3 separate regions of the Mus musculus genome follow, and all the other regions are linked to region 3. A link is a contact called in public HiChIP or PLAC-seq and promoter capture Hi-C data. All regions are on one chromosome and are shown on one strand. The core of a region is the stretch at or near the end of the contact, and the rest is flanking DNA. Distances in the headings are between cores, read along the strand shown.

Region 1 (4,635 bases), core at 1,670-4,169, 410 kb after region 3:
TTCAATATAGTGGCAACATTGTTTTTTTGGTTTCTTTTTTGATTTTTCGAGACAGGGTTTCTTTGTGTAGCCCTGGCTGTCCTGGAACTCACTTTGTAGACCAGGGTGGCCTCGAACTCAGAAATCCGCCTGCCTCTGCCTCCCAAGTGCTGGGATTAAAGGAGCGCCACCACCGCCCTGCTTGTTTTATAGGTAGGTACACATGTATAAACATGTCAATAAAACAGTGTTACTTTGGGGCTGGTGAGATGGCTCAGTGGGTAAGAGCACCCGACTGCTCTTCCAGAGGTTCTGAGTTCAAATCCCAGCAACCACATGGTGGCTCACAACCATCTGTAACAAGATCTGACGCCCTCTTCTGGAGTGTCTGAAGACAGCTACAGTGTACATATATAATAAATAAATAAATAAATCTTAAAAAAAAAAACGAGTGTTACTTTAGTAATTGTGTAGGTATGTGTCCATTTACATGAGTGTGTGTTGATACTTAAGAGTCCCCTGGGTTTGTTTGTTTGTTTGTTTGTTTTGGTTTTTCGAGACAGGGTTTCTCTGTTGTAGCCCTGGCTGTCCTGGATCTCCCCTGGGTTTTTAAATACATACAGAAATAATGTCATTTGGCATTTGGGGTTTGCTTAATCAGGACACAGAAGGGAAATCGAAAGAGCCACACATAGGTGGGGAATGAACTCTGGTGTGGACTGAGAGGGCTCATGGGGGTGAATTATTCTATTCTGTCTACCCTCGTGTATGTTCTTCATTTTTTTATGACAAAAAGTGCAAGGGGATCTAAGGTATGTTCTTCATTTTTTTATGACAAAAAGTGCAAGGGGATCTAAGGACGATGCTCAGTTGGTAGAGAGCCTGGCCGGCTCTGCATCCTCAGCATGGCATAAAACTAGCATTGTGGGGCTGGAGAGATGGCTCAGCAGTTAAGAGCACTTGCTCCTCTTGCAGAGGCCCTGCATTTGGGATTAGTGAGACTTAGTCCTCAGGACTGGGCTGGCCTCTGGTGGCAAACACAGCTGGGGGGTGGGGGAGCTCAGAGGTGCAGGGTTGCTGGGCAGGAGGCTCCAGGCTCACAGCTACCACAGCAGAAACTCTGCCAGGCACTTTGGGCTCCAGGATGGCTCACACTTGATCCGAGGACAAAGACTAGCTTCAGTGGAGGGTCCTGGCTCAGGATCCATGGGAGAGCAATGAATGAATGGCTTTCCAGCTTGAATGAGCAGAGCAGAGGCGCTGGTCACGTGTTCTAGAAACCCTGAGTGACCAAGAGGCAGATTTCCCTAGGGTGCTGTGATCAGGGGACCCTGAGGATGGAGTGCATGGAGGTCACCCTCCAGGTTCCCTGGGTCTTTGCTGGAGTCATAGGACACTTACCTGGGCTTCAGAAATGGCAGTTCTTCCCCTGTTCTTCCTGGGTGACCTCAGTCAGGTGTCTTGACTTCCATTGGCCTCCATTTCTGATAAGGGAGCACACTGTGTAACACAGCTATGGGAGTGAAAGAGAGGAGACTTGTTAGCTCTAACCCATAGGGGCTCTCCAACCCGGGCCACTAGAGAAATATCAACATCATTAAGACAAAAGCATCCAAAGAGGTGTTGGGGACCACAGGACCCCTTCCTGCATATCCTCACAGTCTGTGGGGTTTTTTGTTTTGTTTGCCCTATTTTTCTTTTTTTTTTTTTTTCCGGACAGGGTTTCTCTGTGTAGCCCCAGCTGTCTTAAAAGTTACTCTGGAGCTGGGCGTGGTGGCGCTCGCCTTTAATCCCAGCACTTGGGAGGCAGAGACAGGTGGATTTCTGAGTTCGAGGCCAGCCTGGTCTACAAAGTGAGTTCCAGAGCAGTCAGGGCTACAGAGAAACCCTGTCTTGAAAAAAAAAAAAAAAGTTACTCTGTAGACCAAGTGGGCATCAAACTCAGAGATCTGCCTGCCTCTGCCTCCCGAGTGCTGGGACTAAAGGTGTGTGCCACCACCAGTTCAGCTTTAGATGTTTTTTTTAGGGTAGGAGTACAAGAGATACAGTGTGTGTGGGTTGGAGCCCAGAGGCAACCTGAAAGAGTCTGCATTTTGGGTGGAGAATTGGTTCAGAGGTTAAGAGAACTTAGAAAGGACCTAGGTCCCATTCCCACAACACCCTCTTCTGACCATTGTGGGTACCAGGCACGAATGTGGTATAATAGACTCACACAGGCCAAACACTCATACACATAAAAAATAAAAGTAAATAAAAAGAAAGGAAAAGTCTATTTTTTTTCCACCATGTGGGGCTCCAGGGTTAGACTCAAGCTGCCAGGCTTGGCTACAAGTACTCTTACCCCTGAACCATCTCAAAGCCCACCCCATCCGACCCCATTTTTTTTTTTGAGACAGGTCTCACGTAGCCGAATCTGGTCTTATACTCATTACGTTGTCAAGGAAGAACTTGGACTTCTCCTCTCAAGTGGGTGCCATGGGCATGTGCCATGATACCCAGTTCTACAGTGCTGAGGATAAAGCCCTGGGCTTCCCGCATGCCAAGCAAGCATTCTCTATCAGCTGAGCTACATCCCCAACCCTGTGGTCCATTTTAATTTAAAAGCTGTTTTTCCATCAGCAGTGCACAGCGCCAGATGCAAGGAAGATGCTGAGAATGGTACTAAGTAAAACATCCCTGAGCCGTCCCCTTTCCCCCCATGCAGAGAATTGGATATCCAGGAAGCTGCTCATCCCAGGATCCGGCTCCAGAAACGTCCTGTGACCACTGTTGCCACAGCCCGTGCCTTCTCTAACAGGACTGGGTAGAAGTATCTGAGAGGTAAAGGTCAGATGCCAAGAGGGCCGGGCAGTACTTCACAGGCTCCTCCCACAGCAAGGAGAGTTTGACAGGCTCCTCCCACAGTAGGGAGTGCTGGCCTCTCTTCCAAGCTACTGGGACCACTTCCTCTTTTTTCACTCTGAAGATAGGAACTGCCCCAAGGCAGTCAGAAGCGATGGGCAGATTCCAGGCTGTGGTAGACCTGCTTCACCCGCTGGCCAGGGAGTGCTGAGGGCACCAGCCTATTGCCTCCCTCCCTGCTTCTGGGGTAACTGAGGACCACCTTGCAGGCTAGCAGGATGGAGCGAGCCTGTGAGAAGCAGGACTCAGTGTGCAACCTGGTGGCTGTGTTTGAGAACAACAGGTACAGATGGTGGGGGAGGGGTCGAGCCCTTCTATCTGATCTGGTACTTTGGGGCAGCACCTGGGGTCCCTCCATCCTGGGTGCCTGGCAGTACAGGCAACCACTGCTCTTGTGGTAGTAAGCTGGACAGGGTGAGCATGGGAGATCTCCAATCCATGCACACACACATCCCACTCACACCAGGACACAAATGGGAACAGGAAGGCGGGACACAGATGGAATGTGGCTGACTGGGACAAAGCAGAGCCATGCTCACCAGGCCTCTCTCCTAAGTTCCTTTCTATACCTCAGGGCTTACTCTGATGGCCCTAGGGTGTGACTTGTTTGGTTCCCATCATAGGGAGAACAGAAGAGGGGACACAGGAACTAGCTTCTTTGAATTTTGGGGCTGTGCTGGCACTTGTGTCTGAAGGGAAAAGACAAAGCCAGGAGTGGGAGGGGTCCTGAGTGGCCTTGGAGGGGCGTGAGTGTGAGACATGAAACCGCTTTGCAGGCCTGTGGTTTGGGAGTGCCTTTGGTCCTCTGGAAGCAGATAGAGGTTGGCCTCAGGAGGCTTAGGGGGAAGCTGTGGGGACCTGAGAGACGAGGGGAGGAGGGGCAGGTGGAGGGAGGGGCTGAGCCCTGGATTGTTGTAGAGGGTTCCAGAACCCGGGTACACCACAGTGAGTCCCCATGCCTTCAGCAGCTAGATGCTGGGTAAAGCAGCACTCTTACATGAAGATAAGGAGTCTGCCACCAGAGTCCCCAGCCCTCGGGAGCCACAAGAACAAAGCTTAGTGCCTAGAGTTCTGTGGAGGATGCAGGGGTAGATTTCTACTTGTGATACAAAGTTCCGTCCTTCTGAGACACCAGGCCACAGGCTTTAGATGCCCTGGGAAGGCCTCCACGCTGTGTTGTGGGCCTGCAGGCCATGCACAGGAGGTGCCTGGGGCCTCCACGTGGAAGCCCACATTCACCCCTGCAGAAGTTTCACTTCCTGGGTGAGCAGCCTGACTCTGCCTCTCCAGGAGCTTGGCTGAGTGCATCCTATTCAGCACCTGGGACAGCTCATTCCCACCGCCCTCTTGGCCCACCACACTCATGCTGGAGGGGGCGTAGGCTCATGTAGATGCCAGCCCTTGGGCTACTGAGTGGTGTCTGGCTGCACCTTGCAGGTAGAGTAGCCATACAGAGGAGTGGGTCACTAGAAGCGTGGTCAGGAGTGTGAGAGTCAGGCTCTGAGCAAGGGGACCATGCAGGCGTCTCTCTGTGGAGCCCTTGGTGCCTAGCTGATCTGAAACTGAGGGCTAGAGAGGAAACAGGCACAGGCCTGAGTGCTTAGAAATGCAGAAGCTGAAACCAAATGTACAGGAGAAAAACCTGAGACTCAGCACCCTCTCACCCAACCCCCTCTCCCTGGCTGCAGGCCCTGAGGCCAAGGAACTCCATTTTCTATGTCTGGAATGGGCCACCTCGGTCCTTCTTCCTACACC
Region 2 (4,726 bases), core at 111-2,610, 310 kb after region 3:
TCAATTCCCAGCAACCACATGGTGGCTCACAACCATCTGTAATGGGATCTGATGTCCTCTTCTGGTGTGTCTGAAGACAGGTACAGTGTACTCATATAAATAAAATAAATAAATATATCTTTAAAAAAAATCAAATCTAAAGAGAATGTGTAAAGCAAATAGGCTGGTTACTTCAAATGTCCACATACACCCATACGAGTGCTTTTATTCTCTTCTCTTAGTGCCTTTAAGGATAAAACAAGGCAGGGGGCTCCTGCTGTACATTACCCACTGAGCTCTGGGGAGAATCTGTATGGCCCAGGTTCAGGAGGTCCAGCAATGTGAGCACTCTGTAGAACTGGGAGCGAGAGCAGTGGTGCGTGCCTTCCTAATGTCTACACTCAGGAGCCAAGGGCAGACAAAATGGGGCTCAAGTCAGTAGACAGGGCAGACCAGGCTCCAAGCAGGGTTCCCTTCAATCAGTATGAAAACCAGGTTGCAGGTAAATCTATAAAATGCACCATTTCTCTGCTAAAACTGGAGGGGTGTGTGTGATACAAAGCCTTCGGGACAGGAGCTGCTAGCAATAGTAAACTGAGCGCAATCACACACAAGGGAGGCAAGGCACTAGGAGGTGGCTTAATTTTATATATTAATATAAATATAATAGAATGTTAGGTAAGCAGTCTATTCTATCCAGCCCAGCCCAGCCCCTGGACTTCTGATCCTCCTGCTTCCACCTCCAGAGTGCTAGGATTACAGGCTTGTGCAACCACACCGAGTATATATGGTGCTGTAGCCCGAGCTTGGGGCCTCGGGCATCCCCAGCTCAAAGATCACTCTTGGATTTTGGAGAAAATAAATTTTCTTCTACTTCCAAAGAAATTTGTTCAGACAACTCTACTTGTCCCGTGATGTTTACACATCTGTCTCCTTCACCATAATCCAGATTTGTGTTTTCAAAAATCCAGGTCCTACGCGCATGGCTTGTGTGATCAACACACACTTGTTGAGAAAAAAAATGAGTGAGTGAGTGAATGAATGAATGAAGATGGAAGGTGGATATAGGTAAATGAACTAATAAACGTCGTGGGGAAAGGACAGCAGATAGAAATCGTCGAGGTCTCCGGGATGTTGGAGGGGCTCCCCTGAGGTCCCTTCAGAACTTACAGGTACTCCCGGCCGCAGCTCTGTGCGTGCGGGCAACCTGCGAGTCAGGCCGGCCACTGCGGCACGAACCCGCGTCCCCTCCACCAATTCCTCCCCCACCTCCAACCCTCACCTAGTCTCCAGGTAGACGTTGGGCGGCTGCCAGGTGTCTGGGGGAATCGCCGCCATGCTGAGCGAAGGTATCCCCCCCGCTAGCAATCACTACTTCCGGCGGAGTTAACCCGGGACCCGCCCCTGGGCACACACTTCCGGTTCCCGCCGATCCGCCCGTTTGCTTGACAGGATTTAGGGCGCTGGGACAAGAATGACGAAGGATCCTTCTTTCTAGGCTGGGAAGAGGGTTGCAAGTCGAAATGCTCAGTGCAGGAACTCAGACAAGTGCAAGATTCTCCAGGGGCGATTCGCGCCACGCTCCGGAACAGTGATTGGTCTGTTTTGGCGCGGAAGGCGGGAACAACCTTCTTCACTCTGATTGGAGGGCTGGAGAATTTCCTAGTTCCCAGACTTGGGTGATGCCCCTGGCTGGCTTTGAACTCAAAAAGATCTGCCTGCTTCTGTCTGCCGAGTGCTGGGATTTAAGGCGTGCACCACCACGCCCAGCGTCTATTCCTTAAAGCAATCCTGTGGATGACAGGAGTCCCGTTTTTCAGCGGAGAAAACTGAGACTCCGCCGTTAAGTGCCACATGGCAAATCTGATCCCACAGACTCCAAAAGCAAAGAGCATGTGGAAAGAGGAAAAGGCTGGGAAGAGAGACAAAGCTTAAAATGACTGTCCCAGGAGATAGTGGTGCACGCCCCCAGCGCTGGAGCGGCAGAGGCAGGGGGATCTCAGAGTTCAAGGCCTGTACAAGGTCTCTTCTACAGAGCGAGTTTCAGGATAGCTAGGACTACTCAGAGAGGTATCCTTGGAGCTGGAAATGCAGGCCAGTTAGTAGACGGCTTGCCTAACAGGGCTTAGTGGGTAAAGTACTTGAATTTAGGTCCCTAGGACCCATGCAAATGCCAGGTAGATATGCACTTGCGGCCTCAGCAACCGGGAAAGCAGAGACCATGGGGAAGAATCCAGGGAGCTGGCTAGCCATCCAGTCTAGCCCAAATAGCTCTCTCCAAGTTCAGTGAGCCACGAGGGAAATGTATATTTTATATTGAACATCCCATAATTAACAACAAAGAAGTAGGAAAATATTTACAAGACTTCCTGAGTTCTAAGATGCATCTACCCTCCCACCCACCCACTTCCTGCACAGCAAAGCAAAAATTGAGCAAATGCTTACTCTTAACAACCTACGGCTCTTCAGAAAATTGAGCAATGCATATTAAAGAGAAGCAATCTGAACCGTAGTGTGCAAGGTACTTACTTACAGGCCAACAGAGCTGTGGGTGAACACTCTGGGGAGGCTCTCCCATTAAAGATCAGATAAATAAAAAAGACTTTAATTTTTTATTTATTTTGTGTGTGTGTGTGTGTGTGTGTATCTGGGTTTGTATGGGCACACAGGAGCCCACAGAGGCCAGAAGAGTGTGTCAGATCCCCCAGAACTGGAATTACATGCAGGCTCTAGCTGGCATATGGAGGTTAGGAACAGAGCACCTGAACCATTTCTCCATCCCTAAGAATGACATTTTTCATGATTAAGGAAAATTATTTTTAAAAACAGTCTCTTGGACCGGAAAGGTGGCTCAGAGGGTAAAGTTACCTGCTTCCAAACCTGAAGACCTGAATTCAACCTGGGACCCATACAGCAGAAGAAAAAAACTTCTCATAAGACACACAAATACACACACACACACAGAGAGACACACATATACACAGAGAAGAGAAGCGGCAGGGGCTCTAGCTCAGTGAGAGCTTAGTTGCCCAGCATGTCAGAAGCACACACTAAACCATCAAAAGCAGCTAACTTCCACAGCCTAAAATTATAGATTTTATCTTATCTTTTTTAGGGGTACTTTTTTTTTTTTTTTTTTTTTTTTTTTTTTTTTTTTTTTGGTTTTCGAGACAGGGTTTCTCTGTGTAGCCCTGGCTGTCCTGGAACTCACTTTGTAGACCAGGCTGACCTCGAACTCAGAAATCCGCCAGCCTCTGCCTCGCAAGTGCTGGGACTAAAGGCATGCGCCACCACGCCCGGCTGGGGAGTACTTTTTAATTTTTTTTTTTTAAGTTTTGTAATGTTTTGGCATTTTCGATGTGTTCTACAATTATGTTATATTAAGGCAGGCCAACGTCAACTTAAAAATAATCCAGTGTCGAATCCGACCCTCAGCTCAGCACCATTTCTGACCCATATTTGACACTGCACTGTGAGGCGGCCTGTCAGCCTTCTCTGTGTTTGTGAGGGTGAGTGAGCGGTGTGAGCCTTTACTCCTCACTCACCAGTAGGCCTTCAGGGGGCTTCTCCCCAGAGATCTTAGGGGCCATGTGATTAGGCTACCCCATAGTTAGACATTCCTGTCCCTTCCTCCTCCTCCCTCGCTTTGCCCGCTTCACCCCTTCCTTCCCTTCTTCTCCCTCCTTCTTGGGCATGGCTTGCTCTTCAGGCTTCCCTTCAACCTCTCTCCCTAGCGACACCTAGAGAGACTTAACTCTGTCTGTCTTCCTGTTCTCTTTCTCCCTTAATCTTCATGGTTTATGTCATTAAGAATATCTTTATAGGGCTGGAGAGATGACTCCGCAGTTAAGAGCACAGACTGCTCTTCCAGAGGACCTGAGTTTAATTCCCAGCAACCACATGGTGGCTCACAACCATCTGTAATGGGATCTGATGCCCTCTTCTGATGTGTCTGAAGACAGTGACAGTGTACTCACATACATGAAATAAATAAGTCCTTTTTAAAAAAAAAAAAGCCTTATAAAAATCTCCAACTCAGCTTTTAATTAGTTAGGCCTGAAAACCTCTGCTATATCCAATTCATGACTCCTGAGTCAAGGTCCCTAAAAGACTAACAGACAGTTGAAGGTGACATGGGGCTCTAGGTCTCTGTCACTGTGTTACCTCTGACATCATGGGGGCTCATTCCTGAGTCCACCCAAAGCATCATAGGTGAGTGTCCCTGACCACTGCTTGGCTATGTGTGGTCTTGGTTTCTTTGCTTTTCTTTTTCTGGGCAAATCCCAGTTAATGTTTACCGAGTGATGCTGCCACAGAAGGTAGAATAGATTCATCTACACTCTGTTCCTAGCTCGGAACAGTAAATGTCTCTTCTTGGGAGACATCATCAATAAGGTTTAATCCCCCAGATTTTTTAAAAGGTTTTTTGTTTGTTTGTTTGTTTGTTTTTGTTTTTGTTTTTGTTTTTTATATGTACATGAGTACACTATTGCTCTCTTCAGACACACCAGAAGATGGCAATGGATCCCATTACAGATGGTTGTGAGCCACCATAAATTGAACTCAGGACCTCAGGAAGAGCAGGCAGTGCTCTTAACTGCTGAGCCATCTCTCCAGCCCTTCCCCCCTCCAGCCCTGTTCAAGAGAACAGCTAGAGATGCCTTGGAAAGAAACTCCCCAAAGCAGCCCAGTCTGTGAAACACCTTTTTTTTTTTTTTTTTTTTTTTTTTTTGGTTTTTCAAGACAG
Region 3 (4,434 bases), core at 838-3,337:
ATCATGAAGAAATCTCAGTGTTCTATAGTATTTACCAGCAGCAGGTGCAATATTTTAGGAAATGTACTAACCCCATTAATTGAATGGACTTGTGCTACTTTTCAAATTAGCCATTATGAACAATGAAAGTTCCAGGCCTGCCAATCTGTCTTTAGGAAGGGTTACAGTCTCAGATGATGAACCTAGTTCAGATATTTGAGGATACACTTAAATTTGTTTCTTTGTTTTTCAAGACCGGGTTTCTCTGTGTAGCCCTGGCTGTCCTGGAACTCACTCTGTAGACCAGGCAGGCCTGGAACTCAGAACTCAGCCTGACTGAGGATACAGTTAAATTAAAGTGACAAAAGTCGACATTAATACACATTTCTCATATGCCTCCTATAATTGATATTCATCCAAAATCGGTGTCATGTCTGATTTAATGATATTTAATCAAAAGACAACCCTTTTACTCTTCACTATTAGTTAAGTATGTGCTATCTTGGATCCCCTCTGGGCGATGGATAACAAGTATTAAGTGTTGGCTCAGGATGGGTGAGGGGAGCTTGGAAATGAAAGAAAGAGGAAGTTGATTGTCCTGTATTCAGAACAAGAAAGGCAGTAGTTCCACCGTGGGTATGGAGACTGCACAGGGGCACAGGATTAGAAGAGGAAACTTTTGGAATGAAATTTTAATCAGTGGGTATGTTCTCTGTAGTTCCAAGGCCCAGAGATGCCAGCACATGATCTCATTACTGTGTTGGCTTTTTTGTGACATTACTGTGTTGGTGGTCGTATTTGGTTTGTTTTGAGACATGGTTTCCTCTGTGTAGCCCTGGCTGTTCTGGAATTCACTTTGTAGACCCAGTTTCCTGACTGGATTCCCTGACTTCCCTTAGTGACAGGTGGTATGGGGGAAACTGGGCAAGGTAGACCCGTCCCCCTCCTCCCCTCCCCCCCCCAGAAGCAACATAAGCCAAATAAGGGGGACCTCGATTTCCTGATCCTCCTGCCTCTACCTCCCAAGTGCTAGGATTAATGCTGTGCACACAGGTATTCCCTATATTTTTTTGCGTGGTTTTATTAGTTTATTTAGTGCTCAGCAGCAGTTTTAAAGTAGAATAATGTCAGCACTTGGGAGACAGGGACAGGAGGATGAGGAGTCCAAAGCCATCCTTGGCTACACAGCAAATTCAACATGGGCTGCGGCGTCACATCTCAATAAAATGAACTCGGACCTGGAGACGTAGCTCAACTGGTAGAATAATGGCCTAGGGTGCATGAAGCCCTGGGTTACACCAGAGCCCTTCATAATTCGGCTACGGTAGGGCTTGTCTGTAACCCTATCCATCACTCACATGGTGAAGGTCGGATCAGAGGTGCAAGGCCATACTGGGATAAAGGAGACTGTCTCAAAAAACAAAGAACACCCCATGTATTAAGAGTGGAGAGCCAGGGAGGAGGGAGAAGGGAAATAAAGGTTAAAACAAGCAAACCCCCAATAGAACGAAACACCCAAAACTAGAAGTCTGTGCAATCATTGTGATGGTGTAATCAACTGGTCTGATAACTTTCTTAAGTACAAAAGCCACAAGTCCCCGTGACCCTGAGAGATGGAGCCAGGTTCCTCCTCTCAGGTTCCCTTGTGCGGTTCACAGGAAGCAAGGCAACCAGCTTTCTAATAGTTTGCTTCCAGGTAACATGAAACCTGTAGAATCTTGTTTGCTATCGCAGATTGTTCCGTGAAACTCAAGAGTTGGGGGGAAGTTTTTGTTTTCTCTTTTATCTTGTTTTGTTGTTGTTGATGTTTTTCTGTCTTTGGGCTGCAGTTCATATCCATCCGCCACACAAAGGCGATAGGCTCATCTTTCCGTGAGCATCACGCGTTCCGGGGCGACCCAGCCTCTTTCACCTTCGAGCCTGCAGCTCGCTTTCCTGTCTGAGCCCCTTGGGTGATGGAGCGCAAGCGGCGGCGGCGCGCGTTACTGGGCCGCCCTGGCGAAGAGCCCCAGTTCCCGGCCGGCCGGGCAGGCAGGCGAGGCCCCGGCCTATGGCGGAGTCCGCGGCGGGGGCGGGGCGAGCCGCGCGGCCTTCCCGGCATGCCCCGCGGTGGGCGGGGCTCTTGTTTTGAAGGGCCGGGTGACTCAACCGGGGATCCGCGGCCAGGGCGGGGGCGCGCGGTGGCCGGAGCTTGGAGGTGGCTTCGGGGCTCGGTGTCGGAGAGCGCGGCAGCAAGCGGCCGGTGAGTGCCGAGTGACAGGGTGGGCGGGCGAGCGGGCAGGTGATGGCGCGGGCTGATGATGGCGGCGGGCGCGACGCTGCGGCCTGAGAGGCCCCGTGCGGGCTCCTCCCCGGCCTGGGGAGAAAGGAGAAGCCGGGCGAGGCTGCCGACCAACCACGCAGGGCCACCGGTAGCCCAGGCTGGGGAAGGTTGGTCGCGCTTTCCCAGAACCTCTGGAATCTTCTGTCGGTCCTGTCGCCCCTCTGTTGTCATCCCATGCTTAGTGCAGAACTGGGAGATTTTTTTCTTGCATATAAGAACTTTTTATAGCAGACAGTGTCGTCAGGCTTGCGCCATGAGGACACCTCCTCCCCTTTGTGGGAATTTGTCATTCTTTCTGAACATTCCTGGATTGGGCTGATTTACTATTTAGAAGTAAATCTAATCTTTTAAGTGAGAATTCAGCAAACGAACTAACAGACAGGCCAGGAACTCTGACCAACCAAGCTCTTTCACGGTGTCTGTTTGCTGATAGACAATTGTTTACCTAGAAATTTGAGATTTCTTTTTAAATGATCTCCCAAACAGAATGTTGGAATAATATTAGTTGTGACGAACCTTGAATTAGAACGTCAACCCCACTCCAGAGGAACAAAAACAAAATCTTAAAGTAGCAGTTCTCAAACGCGTTTTGCAGGTCGCTAGCACGGCTCCCAGAAATTAATTCTAGAAATCTAGGGTGGACCCCTGAGTCTACTAGTGCTGGCAGGCAACCACCCCGCTTGGGCCGCCTTGGTAAGCCAGGAACCGGACCTTAGGAAACCAAGATTAGCTTGGCCTGAGGACTGTAAATACTGTCTCATGTCCTTTTCTTTCTGTTGACTTACTCCTCTCCTGTCCGTAATCAGTCGGGAGTCAAGAAGCCCTGATTCGGAAGGCTGTGTGAGAAAGGATAGTGCTTTCTGGAGCCCTTACATGAGAGCAGGAAATGGCTTTTTATCCATATCCTGTTATTGCCTGGGTGGGAGAAAGATGGCGTGGATCAGGCTAACCCACCTTGTTTCTCTCAGGAGCCTGTTGGTAGGATCGTGGGAGCTTGAGCATGTCATTAGGTCTTGGCTCCCACCTCAGCTCTCTGCTTTCCTTCTCATGGTATCAGCCAGGGAGTGCCCGGAGCCTGGGGGGTCTCTGATTCCCTGGGATGTGCCAGCATCAGTAGTATTTATGGGCTTTTAGTTGTGGGTATCAATTCACTAGCTACAGAATATCTGAATGATGCCTAGCTTACACAGTACAACTGAAGTAAGGCATGTTAGAGACAGTATCCCAAGCGTGGCTCAGAATTCCCTTGCTGTCTGGCAGAAATGAGGGTTGGATGACCTCCACATCTGCCAAAGGTGTTTTCTACATCTTGATGTCTCTTGAGACTCCACAGGGATATTAAAGGTAGCCATGAGGGTTTGGCGTTTTTCTTGGCTTTGGTGGCTTTGGATGTCTGGCTACTTATTGATGGTTTTGTTGTTGTTGTAGATGACGTACAAAAACAGTGTGCCTTTCTGTAATGCTGAGTTTCCTGACTTGTTTTGTGTTTCCCACCTGCCACACATGGGGTCTCCCCACACCTCCATGGCTAATTGGAGTGAGAAACTGAGGGAACTGTTTGGATGATGTTAAATGATTTAAGATGGGAAAGTCGGAGTCCTTGAAATGAGAAGCTTAGAGGATAAGGGAGCACGTTGTAAGTTTACCTAGCTCAGTCCTCTCATCTTTCAGGTAGTGACTGGGAGGTAGGCTGGGGATGTAACTCAGTGGCAGGGCGCCTGCTCTGCATGTGTGGGAGGTACTAGGTTTGTCCCTTAGTGTACGCCATACTCTTTTCCCCTCTTCCCCACATCCAAACACAAGAGTCTGAGATGGTAGGAGGAGGATTCCTGGTCTAGCCTGCTGCCCTTCCTGCTCTATTACCTTTTAAATGCTTCCGCAAGAAGGTGGTGCAGAGCGGAGAAATAACAAGGCAGAGAAAACAGAGAGACTCTGATATGACCATAGTGCCAGTGTCTCATGGAAGTTGAAGGAACTGTGCGTTCTAACTGTAAACCACGGTGATGAGAGTGCTGAGATAAATCAGAAGCTTGAACGGGTCGGGGAAGGAGAAGTAAGAGCGGGCAGATGGCTGGCTTACAAAAACCTGAGAGGTTAGAAGCGCACTGGCTGTAAGAGATTCACTTTAGAAA

What was found. Promoter capture Hi-C pulls out the DNA fragments that hold promoters and counts their contacts. HiChIP or PLAC-seq counts read pairs in DNA pulled down with a chosen protein or histone mark.
Region 1: a promoter capture Hi-C map of pre-B cells shows a contact between it and region 3, with 4 times the contacts expected there. The contact joins the promoter of Fgd2 here to the promoter of Kctd20 in region 3. A contact is called at or near these places in 3 of 39 promoter capture datasets (the C10 cell line, the HPC-7 cell line and pre-B cells), 1 of 15 datasets of contacts at CTCF or cohesin (large pre-B cells), 1 of 484 Hi-C or Micro-C datasets (rod photoreceptor), 2 of 115 datasets of contacts at active chromatin or transcription factors (bone marrow-derived macrophages and large pre-B cells) and 2 of 9 other capture datasets (adipose tissue and liver).
Region 2: a contact with region 3 is called in an H3K4me3 HiChIP or PLAC-seq map of embryonic stem cells, with 13 read pairs. The contact joins the promoter of Ppil1 here to the promoter of Kctd20 in region 3. A contact is called at or near these places in 6 of 39 promoter capture datasets (the C10 cell line, the SN4741 cell line, cranial neural crest and 3 more), 2 of 484 Hi-C or Micro-C datasets (CD4 T cells and natural killer cells), 9 of 115 datasets of contacts at active chromatin or transcription factors (the 230-238 cell line, bone marrow-derived macrophages, effector CD8 T cells and 4 more) and 3 of 9 other capture datasets (adipose tissue, liver and pancreatic islet).

The regions. Positions count from the first base shown.
Region 1 is chr17:29,357,995-29,362,629 of GRCm38.p6, forward strand. It overlaps Fgd2 (FYVE, RhoGEF and PH domain containing 2), which reads left to right and starts at 2,920. Exons shown (of 16, transcript NM_013710.4): 1 at 2,920-3,163. The coding sequence starts at 3,099.
Region 2 is chr17:29,262,611-29,267,336 of GRCm38.p6, forward strand. Ppil1 (peptidylprolyl isomerase (cyclophilin)-like 1) reads right to left here and starts at 1,361. Exons shown (of 4, transcript NM_026845.4): 1 at 1,262-1,361. The coding sequence starts at 1,317.
Region 3 is chr17:28,950,349-28,954,782 of GRCm38.p6, forward strand. It overlaps Kctd20 (potassium channel tetramerisation domain containing 20), which reads left to right and starts at 2,088. Exons shown (of 8, transcript NM_001356300.1): 1 at 2,088-2,221.